Linked DNA regions of Mus musculus: all the other regions are linked to region 2. Evidence: chromatin contacts called from public Hi-C data. All regions are on one chromosome and are shown on one strand. The core of a region is the stretch at or near the end of the contact, and the rest is flanking DNA. Distances in the headings are between cores, read along the strand shown. Region 1 overlaps Mnat1 (menage a trois 1). Region 2 has its middle 21 kb from the start of Gm51264. Region 3 overlaps Mnat1 (menage a trois 1).

Region 1 (4,337 bases), core at 1,103-3,602, 200 kb after region 2:
ACTTGCTTATAGCATCTAGAAATGATATCAAGTTCTTATAGTAAATGTTGATATATATTCCTTTAACAGGGTATACGATTGCCCTTCTTGTTCCCAATTTTTGTGGAATGACAGCCATCCTGGACTGTGGTGGTCACTGGGCAGGCAGTCTAGCCAAGCAGTGAGTTTCAGGTCATTGAGAGACCTTTTCTCAAAAAGTAACACAGGACAGTTTTTTGTGTGTCCTTTTATTTGGTACAGCATGGATTTTTGTTGTTGTTGTGTGTTTTGTTGGTTTTGTTTGTTGTTTTGGTTTGGGGGGATGTTTTAATTTGTTTTCTTCATTTTGGGGGATTTTGTAGTATTGCGTTCTTGTTCATTTTTTGAGAAAGATCTTAAGTTGGGTAGATAGGGAGGGGAAGAGGACCTGGAAGAACTTGGGTGAGGGGAAGAATATGATCAAAATATATTTAAATTAAAATTTGTCTTAAATAGCAAATAAAATAAAAAGAAGGCATATTTGAGAAATACTTCAACCATACAGAATCCAAGTTAACAAGCTCCTTTTGTGTGTCAAGAAATACTGTAATGCCTTAATAGATATGCAGGCATTAAACATCACAACTACGCTAAGGGAGTAGGCTCACTTTGTAGTTACAGTAGCTAAACATTTATTCTAGCATTCTTTTATAAATCAAAATGGGTTTTGTTTTTTATATAACTTTAAGTGTTAAGCAGAGTAATACTTAGAGTCATATAAATAACTTGGTAAAGCAATTAGATGAGTTAAATGTATGGGTGTATGTCAGCCTATCAGTCTATTATCTATCTATCTATCTATCTATCTATAGTATAAACTCATATCTAAATATTATCTGAATCAAAGCTTAAAGCTGTTATGATTTTATTACCACAGTGACCTAAAACAGTGTTGTTATAGCAAAATACTGTGTGTTGCCCTCTTGTAAGAGTGTACACACTGTTATGTTAAAATAGAGATTTACCTTTCCTGGAAAAAAAATATGGTGGTGAATGGTAGAACAAGGTCCCTAGTGTTGACTTTTGACCTCCACATGCGCACATACAGTTAAATGCATCCATAAACATGTGCATAGACATGCATATAAAACACACATTATTAGTAATTAACTACATTTTTAGCTTGAGAAGATTCGCCTGGGTGAATCTATCTGAGGTGTTTACTTACATGATTCTTGTTATTCCTATAACTATACCTGCACAGACTCCCCTCACCCCTTTGTGTGTGTGGCTTACTTATTAATAGTGAGCTGAGAACAAGGTTCCGAGTTAAGCATATTTTCTGAAAGCTTAAATGAGACTGAAGCCAGTATGCTTTAATGTATTTATACCACCTAGCGAAGGTGTGCATAACTGGGCTATAACTTTTTTAAGGAAACTGAGAATTGGTATAATTGTTGTGATTCATTTAACTATTGCGTAATCTTTCAAGTGAGTCTATCACATTGTGATCCTTATTGTTTTGCTGTCTTTTTTGTTTTAGCATTGTGAGAAATAATTGAATCAATTTCTAAGATGATAAAGCATGTTCAATCTATAGTAAAAATCAAGTTACAAGGATGTCATAATGTTTCCTTATATAAATGAAAAGATCCAGTCAACCTACATGTGAGTTCAAGATAGAATGAATTTGATTTTCTTTGAAACAGCTTTGAGTAGCTTTACAAAACATAACGGAACATAGCGTAACATAACCTATCATATCCTATCTTTACCCGCATGATGAAAGGCTAGGGACGGTGAGCTTTTGTGAGCATAGCCAAGATAACAAGCGGCCTGTAGACTTGGAAAGTTCCCTGCTCTGACTTGTGCTTTTTCCTTCTGACCTCTCAGTTTCCCACCAGGAAGACCCAGCACTGTGCTTTCTGAATTATACATTCATTTACACCTCTAGCATTGTGCAGATAAAGTAAATAATAGATGCTTTTCTTTCAGTCTCACTTGTATGAGTCAGTATAGTGTACTTAGACAGTCATCAGTGATTCATTAGTTTGTATTGCAAAGTAGCTTCCCATGTTTGTATGGACCACAGCTTGTCCCCTTACCTGGTGATGAGGATTTGAGTTGTTTCCAAATTTCTCTGGTCTTTTGAATAAGTCTTATAGGAATATTTCTATCAGAATATGCATATTTGCTTTCTTTACTTTGGAGTGAATATCTAAGAGTAAAAGAATTTTGTCATTTATAGCTATTTATTTAAGTTCTTAAGAAACTCACAGCCGTTTTCCAAAGGGGTTACATCGTTTTATGTTCATTCTCCCCTTTGTAGTCTTCCAGGTCCAGTGACCTCACTCATTGGCACTTGTTGCAGTCAGTCTTTTTAAAATTTTAGCTATTTTCATAGGTGTGTGATGGTACCGTGTTTATAGGTTTGTTTTCCTAGTGACTGGTGGCACTGACATGTAGGCTGAGTGGATCTCTTCATTTGCTCTGCTGCTTTTCTTGCTTTCGTTTTTGTTTTCTCTCTGATGAAGTGTTTGCTCAGATTTTTTGTTCATTTTTTTTGTTGGGTGGGTTTTTTTTTTGTCTATTCTACATTTAATATGCCTGATATGATTGGCAAGCATACCTTCTCAGTCTGTGGCTTATCCTTTCAATTCCTAAGTGTTCTTAAAGTAGTATGAATTTTCTTTTTTGTCTAGTCCATTTTCCGCAGTTTTTTTTCCTTTTATGACTTATGCTTTAGGTGTTCTAGCTATGAAATTTTTACCTGAATCAAAGTCAAAATAATTTCTCATGGGTTTTCTTTTAGACACTTTATTGTTGTCTTGGGTGTAATATCATTAGGTCTGTGGTTCTTTTGCAGTTCGTTTTTTATTGGTGAGAGTTAGCTCTGGCTCCTCTCAGTGGCATAAGGAGATTGAGGAGATTTATATGGTGGAACTGAAGCACATCTGTGCCGTAATGAGAAGTGAGCTGACTACACACACACACACACACACACACGTACATGTGTGTCTTTGATGCCGTGCTTTATTTGCTGACAGCACTGGAATTATGGTGTACTGAATACTTTGGTTTTATAGTAAGTGTGAATATGACAGCAGTCCTCTTATTGGGGGAGGGTAGGTTTTATTTGTTCAGCTTCTTCATATAGTTATGCAAACTACTACAAAAAATCTGCTAGAATTAAACAATAAACACAGGCCTTTTATAGGTGTGGTGGTTCATGCCTGACACCCCAGGAGGTAGAAATAGAAGGAATTAGTGTAGAATGAGTCAGATGCTAGCTTGGGCCAGAACATGAGACTGTCTTTTCCCACCTTCCCAGAGTGATTACATTAGAGCAGCTTTGGAGTTTTAAAGTTAATATTGAGAGCATACACATAGCCTACCTCACTTCCCACTAACAGCTAGCATTGGTATAGTATATTTGTTAGAATTACCGTTATTGTTAACTAAAATTTCTACTTCCTTTAGATTTCCTTAGTTTTACCTAATATTTTTTCTGTTCCAGGTTCTTTTCGAAGGTCCTGCAATACATTTAGTAGCCTTTCTCCTGGGATCTTCTTGGCTTTGACAATGCTTTAGAGTTACATATGCCTGATGACCCTGACTATCTGGAGTATAGCATGCCTGTATTTTGCAGAGTGTCCATTTATAGGCATTTATCTGCTTTACCCTTCATAATGAGGTCAGAGTATACATGTTCATGAGGCATACCATAGAAATCAGTTAGCATTTTTCTCACATGAAGAAAAAAAATACACACACACACACACACACACACACACAGAATTTTCTGGGTGTTGAGGCACACATCTTTAATCCTAGCCTTTGGGAGGCAGAAGCAGACAGATCTCTGTGAGTTCCAGGACAGCCAGAGCTACATATTCAGACCCTGTCTCAAGGAAAACCAAAAAGCGGGGGGGGGGGGGGTATATATTGTCAATAGGACATCATTACATTTGGTGTCAACCTTGATCAGCAGGCTGAGGATTTTCTCTTCTGTGAAATTATTCTCACCTCCTCCTCCCAGGCTTCAGGAGTGGGGAGTCATTCTCCGATTTCTTGGTGGTACAGTATCTATATTACTTGGAATTGTGTGTGCATATGTGTTGTATGCTCATGTCTCTGTGTGGAGGCCAGAGGTTAGTCTGTCTTTCTCAGTGATTCTTCACCTTATCTTTTGAGGCAGAGTCTCTCACCAAGCCTGGAACTCACTGATTGAGCTCAACCAGCTTGCTCTGTGTATATTCTTGACTCTGCCTCCCAAGTGGTGGGTGTGTGCCATCATGTACATGAATGCTGGCAGTTTCAGCTCAGCTCGTTGTGGTTGTACAACACTTTACCACCACTTATTTCCCTATTCTAGGCTT
Region 2 (4,099 bases), core at 1,444-3,943:
AAAGCAATGTAGTGGAGAACCAATTCATTTAGCTCACAGTTGGAGTGCATGCAGCCTGTGGTGCCAGGGAACTCTTGCTCCCTGTTCACACCTCTACAGAGAGACCAAGGGCACTCAAGAAGCTGGGAGAGACTCTAGAGCCCCAAGGTCTACCCTGAGCAACCCGCTTCTTCTAAAGAAGCTGTACTTACAGTCCCAGACCTCCCCAAACAGCGCTACCCAGCTATGCACCAAGTCCTCAAACTAAGCCTGTTGGGGTCATGCCATTCAAGTCCCAACAGACCGTGGGTATGAATCTTGCATGATTACCATTGCTGTTGATACAGTGCTTACTGCAAGTCATTATTATTATTTTCATCATCATTATTATTTTCACTATTATTATTATTGCCATTTTGAGGTTGTTTGCTCAGGATCACAGGCAGTACATTACAAAGTGAGAATGTGAATTCATGCCTATATGATTTCAAACCTTCGAATCATAGCCAGTAAACGGTGCTGTCGAATGACTAAACCATGGAAATTGGCTCCCTTTATTGAAGGACCGCACTAGAATAGTCTTCGGGACACAGAAACCATCTCTTTCTTTTTCTTACAAATCCACATATACATATGAACAAAGGCATCCCCACCCATCTTGTGGGTAAAAATGACCTTTTATCTATTTGACCAAAGTATGTTATCTTAATGGTCCTAAAATTGCATCCTTCTCGAGAGAAGAGAGCAAAGAACTAAAATTACCGGGATGAGCCAGAACGTCAGCATTGCGCCAGTGTGGTCACACCATAGGATGGAGAGCCAAGCCTTTATCCTGGACTACCCAGCACCAGTGACATAACACAGAGCCAGCCATCGTCCAGGAATATAGCTCCCAGTGATCCTGACACATGGCATTAAAAGAGAGCTCCTCTGGACAGAGCCTTCGTAAGGCCGGGTGATTGTGGGTATTTGTGATACGCTCTTCCAAGTTCATCTATCAGGTTGACCCTACTCCTGTGCCTTTGCTCAAACCACTCAGAAGTTCATAGGAGAAACTGTGTTAATAAGCCCCTGAAACCTCATTCCTAGTTTTTCCCAGTGCATTGATTTAAATATTTTGGGTTTCTTACTTTCAAGATTTCTCCTTGTGTCTATATATCAAGCTATAATTTATTGAGTACCTACTATAGGTCAAACAGTATGCTTATATGCCACATAATTAGATATTTTTTAATTTATTTTTGTTGCACTGGGAATTGAACCTAGGGCCTCTTGCCTGTTAGGTAAGAACTCTATCTCAGTCCTCTTTTTATTCTCTATTTTGAGACAGAGTCTCTCAGCAAGTTGCTAGAGTAGGCTTTGAGTTTGAGGTCCTTCCTCAGTACCCCAAGTAGCCAGGATTATAAGCCTGTACCACCAGGCCCCATCATTCCTCGAACATCAACTCATCTAGACCAGGCACTGGAACCCAGGATGAAGGTCAGAGTATCCATGTATCAAATGAGAGGGAAACTCCATGCATATTTTAAGTAACTTCTCCCCAAAACATAACATTTTTTCTATTGCTAAAGCCAGCAAACCAAGTGCAAAAAGCTTGTACCTTTGCCACTGACATAAGTTGCAGATATATTCAAGTCACATTATATATTTTTAATATATATTTCTTTCATGTACATGAGTAACACTGTAGCTGTCTTCAGACATACCAGAAGAGGGCATTAGATCCCATTACAGATGTTTGTGAGCCACCATGTGGTTGCTGGAAATTGAACTCAGGACTCCTAGAAGAGCAGCCAGTGCTCTTAAACTCTGAGCCATCACTCTAGACCCACATTATAGTTGTTTAAAAACTATCTCAAAACATTATTTATGCCTATCACTCTCTTAAAGTAACCTTTTTAAAAGATTTATTTATTTATTTATTTATTTATTTATTTATTTATTATAAGTACACTGTAGCTGTCTTCAGATGCACCAGAAGAGGGCGTCAGATCTTATCACGGGTGGTTGTGAGCCACCATGTGGTTGCTGGGAATTGAACTCAGGACCTCTGGAAGAGCAATCAGTGCTCTTACCCACTGAGCCATCTCTCCAGCCCCTTAAAATAATTCTTAATGCTTATTAATCCAACCAGTATTATTCAAATCTAATTGTGCTGGGCAGGGGTGGGGGATACCTTGACTCTCAGCATTCAGAAGGCAGAAGCAGGCAGATCTCTGAGTTCAAGGACAGCTTGGTCTACAGAGTGAGTTCCAGAACAGCCAGGGCTGCTCAGAGAAACCCTGTCTTGGGAAAAAAAAAATCTAGTTGTAATCAAGAAGACATCATATATTAATATGCCACAAATTTAGTAATTTTGATAAGTATTGCACTCTATAGTTGGTTCCAGTGGTTTAAAGCTAAAAGATCACTCTGAGAAATCTCTAGATTGCAAAACTGCCCGATGTACCCAACACATGAAATGGAACCGGAACCTATAGTCAGGATCAATAACAACCCCCTCCCCACCACGGTAGAAATTTGTATGTGACTCCATTCTAGCCATGGAGACATGAAAAGTCTGCTAGAGAGGGGAGTTCTGGAACGGCTTCTTCCCTCAGGAGAGCACACAAGGAAGAGCAAGATTTTTTTGTCCCTCTGGATGCAGCTGTAACCCGATGCAGTGCCTGGAACTGCTTCAGCAGGCTTGCAGCCAACCTGAGGATGACATCAACACAGAGAACATCTTAGGCTTCAGCAGACTGCCTGACGGGTAACAGCGAGAGCCAGCTCCCTGTCCTATCTAGTTTGGATTATGGTTTCAGGATCGCCTCTACCCGGAGCTGCTATACTTAGACCTTAGAGAAAAGGCCGTTCTGGGAGGTTAACCCTTCAACTGGGGCAGGAGAGAGCAGAGTGATCACAAGAGTTAGAGGACACGTGGGCCTGTAAAGTCCTCGTGGAGTGGAGGACTTCAACCTATTTAAAGCACTTGTAGAAAGTTTGGCAGGCATGGTGATGTGCACCTTTAATTGAAGCAAAGGCAGGCAGGTCTCGGTGAGTTCAAGGCCAGCCTGTTCTCACTGGGCTCAAGTGGAGCATGAAATAAGATAAGAAAGAGATCATACGGGCTGGAGAGATGGCTCAGCGGTTAAGAGCACTGACTGCTCTTCCGAAGGTCCTGAGTTCAAATCCCAGCAACCACATGGTGGCTCACAACCATCCTTAACAAGATCTGGTGCCCTCTTCTGGAGTGTCTGAAGACAGCTACAGTGTACTTTCATTAAATAAATAAATAAATAAATAAATAAATAAATAAATAAATCTTAAAAAAAAGAAAAAATATTTAAAAAAAAAAGAAAGAAAGAAAGAAAGAGATCATACAATACCTTCTGAGAAGTTTACCCCTAATTCTAATGTAAAGGGAAGTTACTGGGAAACTTAAAGGAAGTTAGTATGACCCAAGGCATAATATGGTCCATGGCTCATCCTGACTCTTCTGTGTGGAGTTTACACTGGAAAGGGGAAATATAACAGTGGGGGAGACACAAATGGGTATTGCAGGAATCCAGATAAGCCACAAGACATGTTCCCATAATCCACTGGGTCTTGTGTCTCCAAATGTTACTCTTTCGTCCATTCAGAAAGCCCTGGTGAGGGACTGCCTGGGAGCTGGGTACTGAGCTGGGAACGACTCCTACCAAACTGAATAAAACGCAGCTTCCATATCACTGGTGCCTGTTTCCTCTATCTTCCTTCAGGTGCCACCCATAATGTATAGCTTAATGTGAATGAAGAAAGACAGGAATGCAAAGGGAAATTGTATTCTATAGAAACAGCAATAAAAGAATGGTCAGTAAGACTTCAGCCAGCTATGGTGGTACAAACCTGTAATCCCAGGGCTTTGGAGTTAGAAGACAACTGATTATATGCTAGAGGCCAGCCTGGGCTACTGGGAATATATATAGATTGGTTTTTCAAGACAGAGTTTTTCTATATGACAGAGCCCTGTCCTGGACTCTATTTGCAGACCAGGCTGGCCTCAAACTCATAGAGACCTGCCAGTCTCTGCCTCCCAAGTGCTGGATTTAAAGGCATGCACCACCACACCCAGCTTAAATAATTAAAAAAAAGAAAAAAA
Region 3 (4,222 bases), core at 993-3,492, 180 kb after region 2:
CAGCTCCCAGCTGGAGGTGGTCGGCTGCTTTACTCCTGTAAGTGTCACTGTGAACGATAGGCAGGCAAAGGCAAGAAAAGAGGGGGGTGGCAGATGGCGGGGGAATAAAACAGTAAAGTTCTGCGGCCTTGTTTGTTTTGGCTAGTTCTTGTCCTAAGCACATGGAAATACTTTGCACATTTGAGAATTTTGAGCTTCTACCGTAAATCACTCATATAACAGAAACACAATTAAATTATTCTGTTGGGACTTTTCGTTTGTGGTGCTTCCTTTGTCATAAGTAAATAATTTTCTTCTTTCAAATCATATTCTTGATAATATATTTGGAGCATCAAAAGCACAGATTTAAATTGGGTAGTACAGCTAATATAAATAATGATTTATTTATCTAACATTTCCTTGTTATTCATAGTTTTTTGCTATAAAAATAAATGTTATTACTGGGAAGAGACTTAATATATTTACTAAAAGTCAATGTAATGAATTGTTTACAACTACCTGTGTTCCTAGATTTCATGTATATTAATTGGTATAATAAGTTTTAAGACTAGAAACCATGTTCTAGTGTTGAGTGCATTTGCATGTATATATGCAATATGGGCATTATTAATCACCCCACTTGTTATTGATGTGTTCACTAAGTACAAGATATAGGGGGAAGGCAGAGTGAAAGTACAAGCCTGCACGTTATTTGTTTAGCTATGTTTTATTTTAGCAGTGTGTCTCTTGTGTCGAACAGGTTAAGCATGAGAGAGATCAGCCAAGACTGGATCCAGGACCATCCCTTTCTGAACAAGTCTATTGTGCATGGTAGTAGGTCCTGCATTGCTGTGCTGTGCATGGTAGTAGGTCCTGCATTGCTGTGCTGCACACAGCTCTTTTGAATGAAGATTATTGGCATTGATAAGGCTTTGTAAAATAATTTTTTAAATTCCAAATTACTAATTTTAGTTTAGGGATTATAGCTGCAGATGTAATTACAATTTCTGATACAAGCTCAGTGTTCCTGGAAATGGTAAGTGATTACACTTCTTCTTGGCTATTTCAAGTTCTAGAAGAGTTCCACTACCCTTTCCTCAAAGGTTGTCAAGCTAGTTCCTTGTGTCCTACATGGTAACGAATTGTACATTTCTCATAGGAGCATCTGTGTTGGGAATGAGAAGTAGTAGAGAATAATTAGTCTCATTTTTTTTTTTTAGTCGGATAGTACAAGCAGTAGAACCTGAACCCCCATTTATAGAAGACAGAGTTGTGATGGCCATACGGCTTCACAGTCACATTGTGCGGGTTCAGATTCTGGCGCTGTGACTTAAAGCCTATGGGACCTGACAGATAACCTTGGTCATCTTTACACTGTACCTTGCAGTGTGCTGTTCATAGGATCCTTTCCATATCTTATTTGGCATTACTGTGTTGGAGGATTAAACCTCTTAGTCCTGTGTTTTGAATGTCTGAAGAAGTGTTTCAGAGTGTAGATAGTCTAAAATGAGCTGGACTCAGAGATGAAAGAATGTAATCTTAACATTGCTGTATTTGAAGCACTTTTCAAACCCAATGGTAACTACTGCTAATATTTGTATATCATGCTAACTTAGTGATAAATTATGTAAACTGTACATATTCTAAAATACCTATTTAGATCTTCTGCAGTGTTCTTGTCTGTACCTGAAATTTATGTTTTTGAAGTCTTTATAACAGCAGACTTAAAAAAAAAAGGCTAGTGTTTGATTGATGCCTCCACATGACCTGTTGATCTGTAACATGATGGAAAATGCTTTTGTTAACAGTGCTAATTGATACAAGTGAGTTAGTTACATTCATGATTTAAGTAAAAGATGTACAAAATTTAAAAAAATGGTTATAGAATCTTAAGCTTTTTAGAGAATGGAGGGAAGGGAGAACCTTTTGTTCTAAGTTGTAAATAGATTAACAGTGTCACAATCTTTTATAAACTATTAGTGAGTTTATAAGTCATTAAATGATATAAAATAACATTTTATAGATAATTGGAATTGTAAAAGTAAGTCTGTTACTTAATTTTTTCTGGAATTTTCTGCTAAGAAGATATGGTCTGGTTAAATTCATAATGAGACTAACTGCAGTCTGGCAATCCTTTAGAATTGCTGAAAACAAAAAAACAAAACAAAACAAAAAAAAAACCCCAAGAATGCAAAGTATGTCAGCGCCTCAGATGACCTCAGGGTTTAGAAATAGCCTTGTTTTCTTGAGTGAAATACTAGAGTTAGAGAGGCTGCATAAGCCTTCCTTCTCTTGTCCTCTGTGGCAGTGTTCACTGATGCCAAAGCAAGGACACGTGTCTCTGCTGTCAGAATCATGTCTTATGAAACAGGAAGTCTAGGTCTGCTTTTCTGAGACACTGTGGTTTTATGCCTTAATTAGATATGGAGAATTTTGTCTGTGTAACGTAGATTTTTGTCTCTGACTGTTGAAGGGAATTTTTGTTTTGTTTTGTAGTCTGGTGCTTTCAATTGCTAGGTCTGAAAATGTACTTAGAAGATTTGTTTAGAGACAAAGAGAGGCACATCTGTAGACTTGAGTGCTTTGCTGGTAGGTTGTGAGTCTTTAGCCATGCACAAAGACAGATGAGAGAATCAAATAAATAATAAATAAATCAAATAAATAGAAGAGAGATCATTAAAGAGAGAATCAAAAATTGAGAGGTTAGTAAGATTGTAGACGATCTTTCCTAGCCTGTCAAGTTCTGAGAGTCCTTGGAGTTTGTTATTTCTAGGCCCTGAGTTAGCCCTGGTTTTCTGTACTCTTCCAAGTTCTCATCTCAGGGAGCCTGATTCTGCTTTCATTAAGCCATGCTGAAGAAATGGTAGTGTTCTGTGTTAGTCTTTTTCTTTTTTTAAAAGGAAATTATGAGGATAAAATATATAAAGATAATTTCTATTGGTAATTAGAATACACAAATTTGAAGAAAGACACAATAAGTAAATAATCCTTAGTCTGTTTTAAAAAGAACTATTTTATATATTGCTTAAGAAAAATCATTTTATAAATGTTTTTTAAAAAATATCAATAATGAAGTAACTAAACCTAGGTGTTTATCAAATAAAACCATACAATTCCATTTCTCCCTTTTTTTTTTTTTTTGTTAAGAAAATTTTTGTGGTTTTATTGTATCATGAGGCATTGAAACATCTGAACAAATCAATATCTGGGCGGTTGGTGAGGCAGCTGCTTTCTCCTTAACTTCTTTGAGTTACTAGAGCAACTTGTCAGTAGATTAAAAAACAAAACAAAATAAAAAATAAAACAAAAACAAAACCCGACCATCGTTTGCATTACTTAAGTCTTTCCAAGGCATGCGCTGGTACAACACAAACTTCCTGTCAGATGCTACTAGTCTAGCATCCAAACATCATGCACAACACCGTGGTGACAGAAGTGCCCTGCACCCGCTCCCGCCTCGGCCCTGCTCGTTTGTGTATGATATTTGGAGCATGCTGATGATGCAGCTATCTGGTGTAGGCTGGTGGTCCTGCGCCGTGATGCTATGCTGAATTTTCTGGAACGGAAGGCTAGATAGCTTCTTCACAATGGCAGCTTTCCCCTGGAACTGCTGTCCTTCCCACGTAAGGCATGATGCATCAATATAAATTGTGCCTAGTTGGGTTCTGTCGTTATCAAATAACTGGTAGTAATGCTGAATAAAGCTGGATCCAGTCTGCTCCCAAACTGGCTTGTCTCCCATCCTGGAGTCACCCACCTCTGAGACCCGTGGGGCTGGCACGATGGCGGCAGCGGCGGCGGCAACCCCCCATTTCTCCCTCTTATATCTTCTTGAAGTCAGGAAGTTTTTCTTGTGGCACATTGAGGTTGTGGCTTAAGATCAGGGAGCATAATAGGATTCATAGTGGCAGGAGGAATTGGAGGATCTAGGGCTACCCCGTTGTAGGGACATACAGGGCCTAAGAAAGGCATTAGGTTCTAGATTGGGACTGCAGAGGACAAAATGAAAAAAAGAAATCAAAAGTTTGAGCATTTGAAAGCCTTGCCTGAGTACCAGCCATGCTCCTAAGAAAGAGAAAGCAAAGTTTTCTTTGATTTCCCTCTGTATTTTGCCCAGAGCCCAAGACAAAATTAAAGATAATTAATGTACTTTATATGTTGTCAGTCTGGGATCACACTATCTACCATTAATAATGTTCCTTCTACAGGAAGATAGTTTGAATGTCATTATAAACAGATCCCA

Evidence for each region. A called contact is a pair of places that touch in the nucleus more often than the background predicts.
Region 1: a contact with region 2 is called in a Hi-C map of muscle stem cells, with 2.6 times the contacts expected there. The contact joins two enhancer-like sites. A contact is called at or near these places in 8 of 484 Hi-C or Micro-C datasets (embryonic stem cells, muscle stem cells, nephron progenitors and 1 more) and 1 of 9 other capture datasets (embryonic stem cells).
Region 3: a contact with region 2 is called in a Hi-C map of the C2C12 cell line, with 3 times the contacts expected there. The contact joins two enhancer-like sites. A contact is called at or near these places in 9 of 484 Hi-C or Micro-C datasets (the C2C12 cell line, embryonic stem cells, liver and 3 more), 4 of 115 datasets of contacts at active chromatin or transcription factors (acute myeloid leukemia, bone marrow-derived dendritic cells, embryonic stem cells and 1 more) and 1 of 9 other capture datasets (embryonic stem cells).

What each region holds. Positions count from the first base shown.
Region 1 is chr12:73,227,194-73,231,530 of GRCm38.p6, forward strand. The region is part of intron 7 of Mnat1 (menage a trois 1); the gene reads left to right. Among named protein-coding and RNA genes, the nearest start is that of Trmt5, 57 kb to the right of the region's middle. Within about 2 kb of position 2,353, at least 24 of the 459 cell types and tissues checked have an H3K27ac peak or open chromatin away from gene starts, as enhancers often do. A contact at or near this core is called in muscle stem cells, where this site is marked.
Region 2 is chr12:73,022,983-73,027,081 of GRCm38.p6, forward strand. No RefSeq gene overlaps it. Among named protein-coding and RNA genes, the nearest start is that of Gm51264, 21 kb to the right of the region's middle. Within about 2 kb of position 2,694, at least 40 of the 459 cell types and tissues checked have an H3K27ac peak or open chromatin away from gene starts, as enhancers often do. A contact at or near this core is called in the C2C12 cell line and muscle stem cells, where this site is marked.
Region 3 is chr12:73,199,504-73,203,725 of GRCm38.p6, forward strand. All of the region lies in intron 6 of Mnat1 (menage a trois 1), which reads left to right. It also overlaps the pseudogene Gm51250. Among named protein-coding and RNA genes, the nearest start is that of Gm23910, 56 kb to the left of the region's middle. Within about 2 kb of position 2,243, at least 124 of the 459 cell types and tissues checked have an H3K27ac peak or open chromatin away from gene starts, as enhancers often do. A contact at or near this core is called in the C2C12 cell line and muscle stem cells, where this site is marked.